3 separate regions of the Mus musculus genome follow, and all the other regions are linked to region 1. A link is a contact called in public HiChIP or PLAC-seq data. All regions are on one chromosome and are shown on one strand. Each heading gives the region's core, a stretch centred on a gene start, on an enhancer-like site or on the middle of the called end of the contact. The rest is flanking DNA. Distances are from core to core; before and after follow the strand shown.

Evidence for each region. HiChIP or PLAC-seq counts read pairs in DNA pulled down with a chosen protein or histone mark.
Region 2: a contact with region 1 is called in an H3K4me3 HiChIP or PLAC-seq map of embryonic limb bud, with 3 times the contacts expected there. The contact joins the enhancer-like site here to the promoter of Lhx2 in region 1. A contact is called at or near these places in 10 of 39 promoter capture datasets (the 3T3-L1 cell line, the C10 cell line, cranial neural crest and 6 more), 1 of 484 Hi-C or Micro-C datasets (bone marrow-derived macrophages), 10 of 115 datasets of contacts at active chromatin or transcription factors (bone marrow-derived macrophages, embryonic forebrain, embryonic limb bud and 7 more) and 4 of 9 other capture datasets (adipose tissue, embryonic stem cells, liver and 1 more).
Region 3: an H3K4me3 HiChIP or PLAC-seq map of forebrain shows a contact between it and region 1, with 2.9 times the contacts expected there. The contact joins the enhancer-like site here to the promoter of Lhx2 in region 1. A contact is called at or near these places in 1 of 39 promoter capture datasets (hippocampal neurons) and 7 of 115 datasets of contacts at active chromatin or transcription factors (astrocytes, embryonic basal ganglia, embryonic forebrain and 4 more).

Annotation. Positions count from the first base shown.
Region 1 is chr2:38,349,746-38,353,100 of GRCm38.p6, reverse strand. It overlaps Lhx2 (LIM homeobox protein 2), which reads right to left and starts at 1,793. Exons shown (of 5, transcript NM_010710.4): 1 at 1,208-1,793. The coding sequence starts at 1,327. It overlaps Gm27197 (a long non-coding RNA gene), which reads left to right and starts at 2,361. Exons shown (of 2, transcript XR_374289.3): 1 at 2,361-3,355.
Region 2 is chr2:38,066,863-38,070,217 of GRCm38.p6, reverse strand. All of the region lies in intron 5 of Dennd1a (DENN/MADD domain containing 1A), which reads left to right. Among named protein-coding and RNA genes, the nearest start is that of Dennd1a, 220 kb to the left of the region's middle. Within about 2 kb of position 1,692, at least 23 of the 459 cell types and tissues checked have an H3K27ac peak or open chromatin away from gene starts, as enhancers often do. A contact at or near this core is called in embryonic limb bud, memory CD8 T cells and second pharyngeal arch cranial neural crest, where this site is marked.
Region 3 is chr2:38,614,446-38,617,800 of GRCm38.p6, reverse strand. The region is part of intron 5 of Psmb7 (proteasome (prosome, macropain) subunit, beta type 7); the gene reads left to right. Among named protein-coding and RNA genes, the nearest start is that of Psmb7, 28 kb to the left of the region's middle. Within about 2 kb of position 1,505, at least 42 of the 459 cell types and tissues checked have an H3K27ac peak or open chromatin away from gene starts, as enhancers often do. A contact at or near this core is called in astrocytes and forebrain, where this site is marked.

The DNA.
Region 1 (3,355 bases), core at 544-3,043:
AACACTTTACAGTTCTAAGTTGTTCTCAGGCCTTAGGTCTCCCTATTCCTGCCCTCGTGCCCTTGCCCCAGGATATCCTCACAGCGGTTAAGTATTGGGACAGAGGGGTCTCTTCCCCCAAGCTCTCCAAGGGAATTCCTCAAAGTGTTTATTAAAGGTGCTGGGCCTCAGAAAAGAACCAAGACAGTAAAGTAAGGTGAGTATTAAAAGTCTTCCTCCACCGGTACTCCTCTTCAGAGGCAGCAGGGTTCCTGGCCCCAAGCCTCAGTAGCCTCTTGATCCTTAGACCAAAGGTTCAGCCCAGGGCAAGTCCAGCAACTTCTGGTTCCCGCTTGGGTCTTGCGAGTAGGTTAAGTGGGATACAGGGCGACCTTCCAGGAGGGTGCAAGGCAGGCCCATGTGAAATTTTTTTCCTAATAAAACTGAGCAGCGGAGGTTTATCCGGAAAGAAAGGCTTAGGGGAAACCCGGAGGTCACGGAGCTGTGGCTCTAGAAGGGAGAAACTCGGGCCAGGCTTCCCACCTCCTCGGTCTCTAAAGGTCACTGCAGCCGCTGCTTAGGCAGCGTCTGCTAGTCTGGCCCCGGGGGAGGCTATTTGGGGCCGGGACAGCAGAGCCAGGTACAGAGAACCTAATGGAGTCTCCTTCCGCAGAAGCCAGGCCGGTGACTGAACTCCGAACCATTGCCTGGCCAAATCTAGCCAGTTAGGAACACGGGTCACGATCAACGGAAAGTGCTGGCCCAGATGTCGCAGGGCCCTGAAACTGAGCTAAGGAGAGAATCCCAGACTGCCAGAAGACTGAAAGCGATTCAAACCAGCTAGGGCTTCCACCGGTTCTCCCTTTTCCCGAGGCGTCGGCGCCAGCACCAGGAGCAAAGTAGTGGAGAGTCAGGTCTGTGGACCGGAGCGCCTCCGGGAGCGGAGAGAAGAGAGTGGCCTCCACTTCCACTCCCCTTCCACTTCTAGAACAACGTTCTCCTCCACCCTCGCAGTCCAGATCTGGGTTTCAACCTTGACTCCCTCCTCCTCTCTAGCAGCTGAGTTTCCCCTGAGTCTGGTGCCCCGGGCCTTGCACCCTGTCCGAGGATTCCCCAGCCTTGGTCCCGTGCGTCTCGGAGGACTCTACCTAAAGTTCGGGGAACAGAGGCGCTGGCTGGCCCCGCCAGGTCCCAGCTCTCAGCCCCAACTCCACAGCCGCGCGCCTACCGTCTCCGTGTCGCCGCGGTCGATGGCGGAGCTGATGGCCGGAGCCTCGCTCTTGGCCCTGCGGTCCATCTCGTCGATGACCCCGTGCACCTCGGGGCCCGACAGACTGTGGAACAGCATCGCGGCGGGACCGGGGATGCGGCTGCCCCGAGGAAGGGCTTGCCCCCCGCCTCAGCTGCCTGGCGCTCCCGGCGTTAACCGGCCCAGTGCATCGCCACCGCGGCCCCGGCCCCGCCCGAGCTCGGCTGCGCCCCCAGGCTGGGCTCCGGGCCGCGGGCGCCTGCGGGCCAGGACGCCTCCCGCCGAGGCGTGGGGGCAGCTACATCGCGGGGCGCCTGGACGGCGGCGCCGAAGCCAGGGTCACAAGGGCAGGGGGTGAGGTGGGGGCGGGAGACCAGGGCAGAGGTCGGCGCCCGCTGTGGGCGCTTTCACGCCGCAGGCATCGCTAGCTGGGTTCTGGCGCCCAGGGCGCAAATCAGGGGCGCAAACTCTGCCCCAGGCGGCGGTGGCTGCAGTCGGGGTTCACCCAGGAACAGCTAGGTGCCCGCGGCGGCCCAGATGCCTGCACGTCTCTTCCCCCCGGGGTGTGTTCCCAACCAAAGGCGAACTGGAGTAGGGGGTCTCCGCGAAGCCTGCGAGCTGAGCCGAGCCACTGGGAGAATTGAAGAGGAGGAGGAGGAAGAGGAGGAGGAGGCGGCGGCGGAGGAGGTGGAGGAGGAGGAAAAAGGAGGAGGAGCAGAGTGGGAGGAGGAGCCGACGGCCGCGGGCCCAGCCGCGCGCAACGCTACCCAAGCGCGCGCCGAGCTCAGCCTCGGCTCTGCAGTCCGCGCCAGCGCAAGCCTCCGCGCCTTTTCTACAGCCGCGCCTGACATCACGTCCTGCCGCCGTGCCATTGGCCGCCCGCCGCCCCAGGCCTTGGCAGCGCGTGCTCCGGGAAGGCGGGAGACCCAAAGGGAGGGGAAAGGCTAGAGGAGGAGAGGAGCGGAGAGAGGAGGTGGTGGGAGCTGGTGGGCGAGGCTGGAGGAGGAGGCGCAAGGGAGGGAGAAGGGAGAGCGCGGGGTTTGGAGTTTTCTAGGCTGCGAACAGTTTCCTGTGTTTCTTCAGGAAGAAAAATTAAACCTTTCCTGGAGTCTCTGTCCTAAAAAAGCGCTGCCAAAGGATGCTTGAGGAAGTCTCCATTCTCCCCCTTGGCCTCTGGAACCTGGGGTTGAGGAGGGGCAGAGAAGACAGACCAGGAGTACTGTTTCAAGAGCCTTCGGCTGCTTCCCGCCCATCTGGGCTTCGGTCTGGGGCGCTACTCTCTGCGCTGCGTTTAGCAGCGCAGCCCTCCCGGGGACCAGGCGCAAGTGCCACCAGAGCAATGACTCCCAAGGGTAGCGGGCCGGCCAGCATATCCTCTCTTCAAGTGAGCTAGGGACTATACTGCCAGGCGTGTAGCTCCTGGATTTCTCCAAAGCTCTGCAGTCTGGAGGCATGTCTTTAGGAACTCAGAAAAAGAAACAAGGAGTCCATAGCTCTCTCCCATGTACGTGCAGTGTGATCCGGAGACAGTGACTCAACCTCCTTTACAATGTTTGACTTTCTCAAAGGGAAACAAGAAGGCCCCCTCCTTTTAGGTGTTTGGGTGTGATGAAAGAAATGAGTGGAAAATATATAGAGCATAGTAGGCACTCAGCGAATTTCTTAATCGCTCCCTCTTTTTCTTTTCCTATTTGGATCTTCTCACTCCGGGATATACTTGGCAGTTCTTAAAGACCAGAGGCCTATTCTCTTCCTTCCTATGGGGTACTCCATCCCACTAGCTCTCCCACTCTGGACCCACCCTGCCACCTGGTTGCACAAGAACTAACAATAACATGGCCTGCCCAGCAAATCCCAACTGCCAGCCCTGAGTCTCGTGGCTGAACCCGGGGCAATGGCTAGGTGTCTGGTGGAACAGGAAGGGATTCGGGAAGAAGAAAAAAAGAAAAGAAAATGTGATTTGGGGTGAAAAAGAAAAAGGGCAAGACAGTTACTGAAACTCCTTTCTAGGTCCGTTTTACAAGTTGCTTTCTTTCCATGTGATAGTGGGGAGAAATGAAGTCTGAAATGTCTGCTTGCCTGGCACAATTAAAGGGAAGCCAGGACCTCTGTAGTTTATCTCACAGG
Region 2 (3,355 bases), core at 443-2,942, 280 kb after region 1:
CTGTCTCCTCCTCCTCTTCTCCTTCCTCCTCCCCCTCTTCCTCTTCCTCCTCCTCTTCCTTCTCCTTCTATCTTTTCTTTTTCTATCTTATTTTATAGGTATTTTCTCACATGACTACAAAACAAGCCAAAACATAATTTCATGTTGCCTGGATTAAATACAATTTATTTAAATCTTCTCTTAGCATATGTTTAGATGTCTGTGTGTTTTATGATGATAAGAAATAGCTATTTATATAATATACTACCAAAAATTAAGTCATAAGATTTATGCAGATAAAATAAGGAAAATAAAGTTCCCAAAAGAAATAAAAAGGTTAAAATATACTCATTTTCTGGTCTTCATGTAAATTTTTGTAGTTACTCATGTTACTCATTAGAAGGCAACTGTCTTGCTCTTTCCTACTGTATGACTTTAAGAAATTATATTAGAGGATCTGGTTTCTGCCAAGAATTTTACTGACTGGGTATCCTTTTCCAAAGTTGGATTTTTAATGTTTCTTTTTCAAAGTTTGTAATTATAGTCATATCTTGAGAGGGTTTTATAATGTGAATTTTTGGCTTTTGTAATATTGCAAAGGTCTTCCCCTGGCTTCTAATAAACAACAATCCCTAAACATAAAAAAATCAGGATGGCTGAGTGGTGGAGCTTCTGTCATGGTTGCAGCAGAAAGTGACTAATGGCAATCTGGTATTGCACTTCTGATCACTATGTCCTGGATTCCCAATTCCTCTGGTGTTCAGGTCTGAGTTCATCTGTTCTGCTGAAGTGTGCAGTAGAGGAAAGTTCAGCTTCACCAAGTGGCTATTTTTAATTATGGTACAGGATGTATGGCTTTCTCCCTGTGGCTGCTTAGATTTCCCCAAGTATTGCACTTTTTGCCTCTTTTTGGACATTCCTAACTTTACCATAGCTCCACATGCAGAAACTTAGCCTTAGTGGTCATTTAGCACCTCTGCCCAGGAACCTGAATTATGTTAGGAAATGAATGAAAGATTGCTGCTAGACAATTTGTTCCATTTTTGCCAACAGCTTAAAAACACTAATGGAGTTAGTGTACTGTGTGTAAACTGTCCAGAGGACAATTGACTATAGTACTTCTTTGGAGAATGACTACCTGTTGGAATAGCAACTCATGGAGACTAAGTTGTTACCCTGATCTTTGAAGCCATGTGCTTTCAGCAAGTTACCTAGCTTTTCTATGCTCTACTTTCCTAAACCATTTTCTGGCATCTACTTGAAATCACTGAGTCAAATTCTAGATGATTTCCTGGCATTGGTAAATCCCTAAATTAACAGAAGTCCTTATGATATTTTAATCGCTTTGCTGTATCTTGAGCAGCACAGCAGCAAAGGTTCTTGGAGCTAGGATCTTGTCATGCTTGGACAGATTATGTTTTCTTATTCAAGATTACTGTGGAGAATTCTGCTTTCCTCTGCCCAGCACAGAATTGCTGCTACGAAATTGGGTAGAGGCAGAGGTTTTCTTCTGAGTAGCACAGTCTAACGGATGGGACGGATTGCTGTGGCCTAGGGAAACAAGAGAGAGTTTACCCGGCTTGCACAGGTTCTTCCTTTACTTTCCTTAAAACCTTCAGCTTTACTTACAGAAACACTATGAGAACTGTCTTAGTGAGAGAGCCATGCAGTCACCAGAAGTAACTGAGAGCAGACCAGCTTCCTGTCTGACTTTGTTGTCAACTCTCCTTGCTCAGGTCTGCCTTGTACCCAAAGGAGCCTTTGAACATGAGCTGTCTGGAGCAATCTCTGGCCTTATCACTTATTTTAATGTTTCTTGCACAGGGTCACTCTTGGATGTGGTGCTCTGGGCAGTCTCACCCCAGAGTGCTTCCCTTCCTTTATTTAACCTCTGACCTGTGAAAACAAGAGTTAATCAAGAGTTCTAAGGTAGCTAAGAGGAAGGGGAAGTGTTTGGTTACAAATTAAATATGAACAAGTCATAAGTCATAAATCCCCAGTAGTGCTACCCGTTGTGCGTCTCAAGTTGCATATGGCCCAGAGTGTTTGAGTTATAAATTCAAGTTCAGAGCCCTCTGATTGCTTGGGGGTAGGTGCTAGATTCATTTTCTCTTGGCTCCAAGCTTTTTGCCTTCCAAAACATTAGTTTTAATGGGCTAGCTACCTTCATACTTTGCCTTTTCACCTCATGCTTGCCTCTCTTTTCTCCCTTTACCTGCCTGCCTGCTTATGCTGATTGGTGTGCTGTTCTGTGAATTGAGACAGAAATGTTTCTCTGAAAGAAGTTAAGCATATGGAAAAAGTCGCCAAGGAAAGGCACTGAAGCATTGAACATAAATGGCTTTAAGAGACAGCTAGACACTTTTATAGAGAGATTTGCGATGGAATGAGAGAGCATTCAAGCAGAGATGTGGGTGCCGATGAAATAAATGAGTGCTGTTCATGGAAACTGGGTACCTTGTTTAATCTAATGCTTCCTTAAATGTCACCACAGCATGCACACAGAGCTTCATGCATTAGATTTAAGAAGACTACACAGCTTAAGAACCTGTGACATAAGCTATGGTCTTTCTACTAAGTTCTTGAAAATGTACATCTAGGTCACAACTTCAGGCACTGGAAACTTGAAATTCCCCCAAGATGTGCTCCCCCCACCCCCCGCATCTCCAATATAATGTGCACTCTAATTCCTAAAGCAAGGAAGAGTAGGGACATGACAGGTATCCCTGGGGCTGGCAAAGTAAGAAAACACACTGAATTGTTGGGAGGTAGCCAAAGTTGGGTTGCTCAAGGTACTTTATAGCTTCAGAGTTTTAGAGGCAAGCTTTGATTGTACCAGGGTGTTGCAGTGAGAATTGCAAGATAAGAATTCCATGTCTCATTTCAGTTTCACTACTCTTATGGAGCAAATAGGACTGAGAATACAAACTGGGCTAGTTTTGTGCTTTAATAGCCATACCATCATAAAAAAAGGTCATTCTGCTTCTGAGACTCAGTTTTATCTTCTGTAAAACAGGACAGTCCTCATACAGCTGCTACAACAAGTACTATATCAAGGCACCTAACACTTGATAAGTGTCTCCCTTCCCTATTAACTTTCACTTCTTCTAAAATGATGTCAAGTAGCATCTCCATGGGATAATTAGTTTTGTTACTACTAAAAGTAGGACAGAACTTCTTATGGAACTGTTTCTTGCCTTTGTCTTTTTTTCTGTTTTTTGTTCTAGTTGTAGAGAGAGAATATGTCTCTCTTAGGCTATGAAAACTTCAGTAAGGTGGGCCTGGCTTAGAACCTCACTGGACCATTATATTATATTATAGTTGTAATTTCAGCCATAAAGTCAGATGATCTGAATGGGGAAACTTGCAGGTGTGT
Region 3 (3,355 bases), core at 256-2,755, 260 kb before region 1:
CTGTAAGCAGCAGTGGTTACTCAGTCACTGTGGGTGATCAAAAAAGGCAGACTTGTGGAGGTTGCTAAGGAGCAACTACATGGAAACTCCTGATGAGATGGGGAGCTTCACTAGCAAAATGCAGGAACCCACCCCTGTGGCAGTGGGAGGCTTGGCCATATGACGACAGGAACTGAATGTAGTTTTGTTGCCTTAAGACATCTTTTTGAAAATTCAACTTAGGTTATATCTGATTGCCTTTATTCATCCTGATGTGGTGAATTAGGCACTAGGCAGTAAATGTTCTTTTACACCTCATAAGATGTCGGTTGCTATCGTTACTCCTTGGGACCTGTTCAGTTTCCCTGGCTCCTGGCCAATTGCATTTTCTCTTCATCACAGTATACTCCAACATGGAGATGTTTGGTGCTTATATGCTAGCTTTGGTGTGTGTCTGTAGCTGTGGAAGGTGGACAGGTCTTGGAGGAGAGTGGTAAGCTCTCATGGGGTGGGTGGTAATCAATGAAGACTCTTGGGAAGAAGTGGCCTCTCAACTGGGGTTTGAAGGTGATTAGGAGTGCTGTGAATCATCAAGGGGCCCAGGGACTGCCACATACCAAGGCGAGAAGGCTGAAAATAGCATGGGTGTTTGGGAAGTGATAGTAGAATGAGAAGTATGCATTGAGGAAGTGAAGGGAGAGCCTGAGGGTAGTAGTAAGACATGGACCAGTCTTGTGTGTCCTTTCTGAACTGTCGTGTACATATAGACATATATGTGAGAAGGCCACATAAGGTAGCATCTGAGATGGAATTTTGCCCTGTGCATGTTGGACCTATAATCCTGGGTGAGATGGTTACCACTACAGTGGGTTGCTATAAGAACTAGTGACATAGGCATTACATGTGGCATTGGTGCTCAGCATTTGGGTCCTGTTTGCTTCCCCTGGTGTGCTCTCCTTACTGCTAGGGTGGGAGCTCATGGAGCACTGTCCACGTATGTGTTGTATTCACAGAGCGCCACGTATGGAAAGCAGGTGTCATTAGCATCTGCCTCCTTAACTGCACATGCTGTGTATAAAGCAGTCTCCTCTCCATTTCCATATCAGGAACCAGATAGTTTGGAACTCAGAGGTATCCATGTTTTTAGAATAGGAAATAGTGCAAATGGTTCTTCAAAAGAATTAGCCCTAGCTTTATGTATGGTGGTGCCTGGTGGGGTGACTAGGAGCTGAAGCAGTGGATGCTCTGGGCTTCTAGTAATGGCATATGGGGAAAGTGGGATGTGGTGTTCGAATATTTTGTAGGTCACATGATGGCTGTATCTGTATGGCATTTGTCTAATGATTTGTTGTATCTAGATTGGGGCTAGGGTCAAGATCTGGGAGTTGGAATAACATTAGGGATATCATGTTCATGCCTTTTTTAAAAATTAACAGTTCCTCTTTTCTTGTGCCTCTCATTGCATTGCCTTGAAGTTCTGTGCTGATTTTACTCTGCCCTCTTGTGGCTTTGACAGTTGCACTCCTGTGTGAATCATTACCCAAACTTTCTGTGTAGCAGATGTGTGCAGCCAAAAACCTGTTGACAGGGACTGTGCCGTTTCCTAGCACTTCTGTGGTCTCATGCAGGGGGGCGCCAGAGCCCTCCTTTCCTGAGAGCTGGGGTAGGAGCTAATTGCAGATGATGTAGAAATTCTCTCGAGATTGAATCGCCTTCTCTTTACATTTCTTTTGGAACCTATTTGTCTTTGGCTTCAGAGGGAGCAGAATCAAGCATAGTTTAGGAGGTTCTTTCCAGAGAACGTCTCCTACTGTGTGTGCCAAAGATGGAGGCGAAGACAGGAAAGCAGAAATACCTTGTTCATGTCTTTCCTGTATTCACCCACCACCTCTACACTGTGGAGAGCCCTCCTGACCCCAACAAACATAAAACAGACCCTTATTGAACCAGTAGTTCGGGGTTCTGATGTATCTTTTCCACTTACAGAAGTTATGTCTGTGGTGTTACTGCCACACAGGAGGCAGCTTCTGATGAAGGAAGAATTGTTTGGCTGGGGGGGAACTTTTTTTTCCATTAAAATATTGAATGAAGCTGCACAGAAGCAGATCCATGCCCGGGAGAGAGAATAGAGTAAAGATACTTACTGTGACTGTGCCAGGGGAGATGGGCCAGAAGACAAAAAATGGCTGGCGGTTTTGTGTGACACCCCCACCCCCACCCCCAACCCCCAGGAAAAATGCCTTTAAGCCAAGCTTGGTTTATTTCTTTAACAGTAATTCATTTCCATTCTCTACAAAGTTGTTAGCTCTTGGGTAAATACCATGTCTTTTTGTATCCTTTTTAAATGTGGATTTCGAGCCTGTTAACCCATTTACCCTTGGGCTCTTCCTCAAGATAGATAATCTTGGACACATTGGAAGGCAAGCCTGCCTTTGGCCACTCTGCAGGAACGTTTTCTATCTGGAAGAATTTTTTTCAGAGATTTCCTCATTTGCAATTTTCTTGTTTCCTCCTGACAGCTGTCCTTTGTTTTCCACACAAAACCAGCTTGGTTTTTCCTAGCGAGACCTAGAGAATTTAGGTTTCTACTTATGCCTTGAAACAGAAACTGAGGTTTTTGGGTTTTTTTCCTTTGACTCCTGAATCTCCTGGTGAGCTGGGAACTAATGAAAGCATTGGTGAAATGTGGCCCTCTTTCCAGATTTTTCAAGGACATGTTTATTTTGAAATCAGAGGCTTGATTTGGCGAGTCTGCCCCTGCAATATGCTGGGGTGTTTTGGAATACACCACTTCTATGTATGTTTAATGTCTGCCTCCTTTTCAAAGGGCTTTTAATGTTCCTTTAGACCATCTTAGGGTTTTGTTTTTAACCCCAAAGAGGGGGAATGGGGTTGCCTTTTGCTCCCAGAACCTAAATGAATAGTCATTGCTTCTAATGCTGGTCTACATTGACGTTTCCCACTGCTTTGGAGGTGATGTATCCGGTGCTGTGAAGGTAACGATCCTCAGCCACAGCAATATTCTGTAACAGGAGTATCTGTCATATTCAGCGGGATTACCATGCTCATTGATTTGTGTCTGTAAATCTGCCGTTTCTACCCTTTAAATTTGATCTATAATTGGACCTCCTTAAATGGTTCAGATAAGGTAGTCTGTATTTCCTCAGTGCAGTGTTGCTGTCAGCTTCTCCTTTTTCATTATACATTCAGCAGACTTGATAAAATCAGCAGGACACCTCATTTGAAACTGTTTAATCGCCGCCTTTTTCCTCTGCTAAACCATTGAGGTGGTCAAGCGATGTACACAAATCATTTTAAATAGAAAATATGGTTTTCTCTGTGACCCAGCTAAATAGATAGTGTTATGCAAAACAAG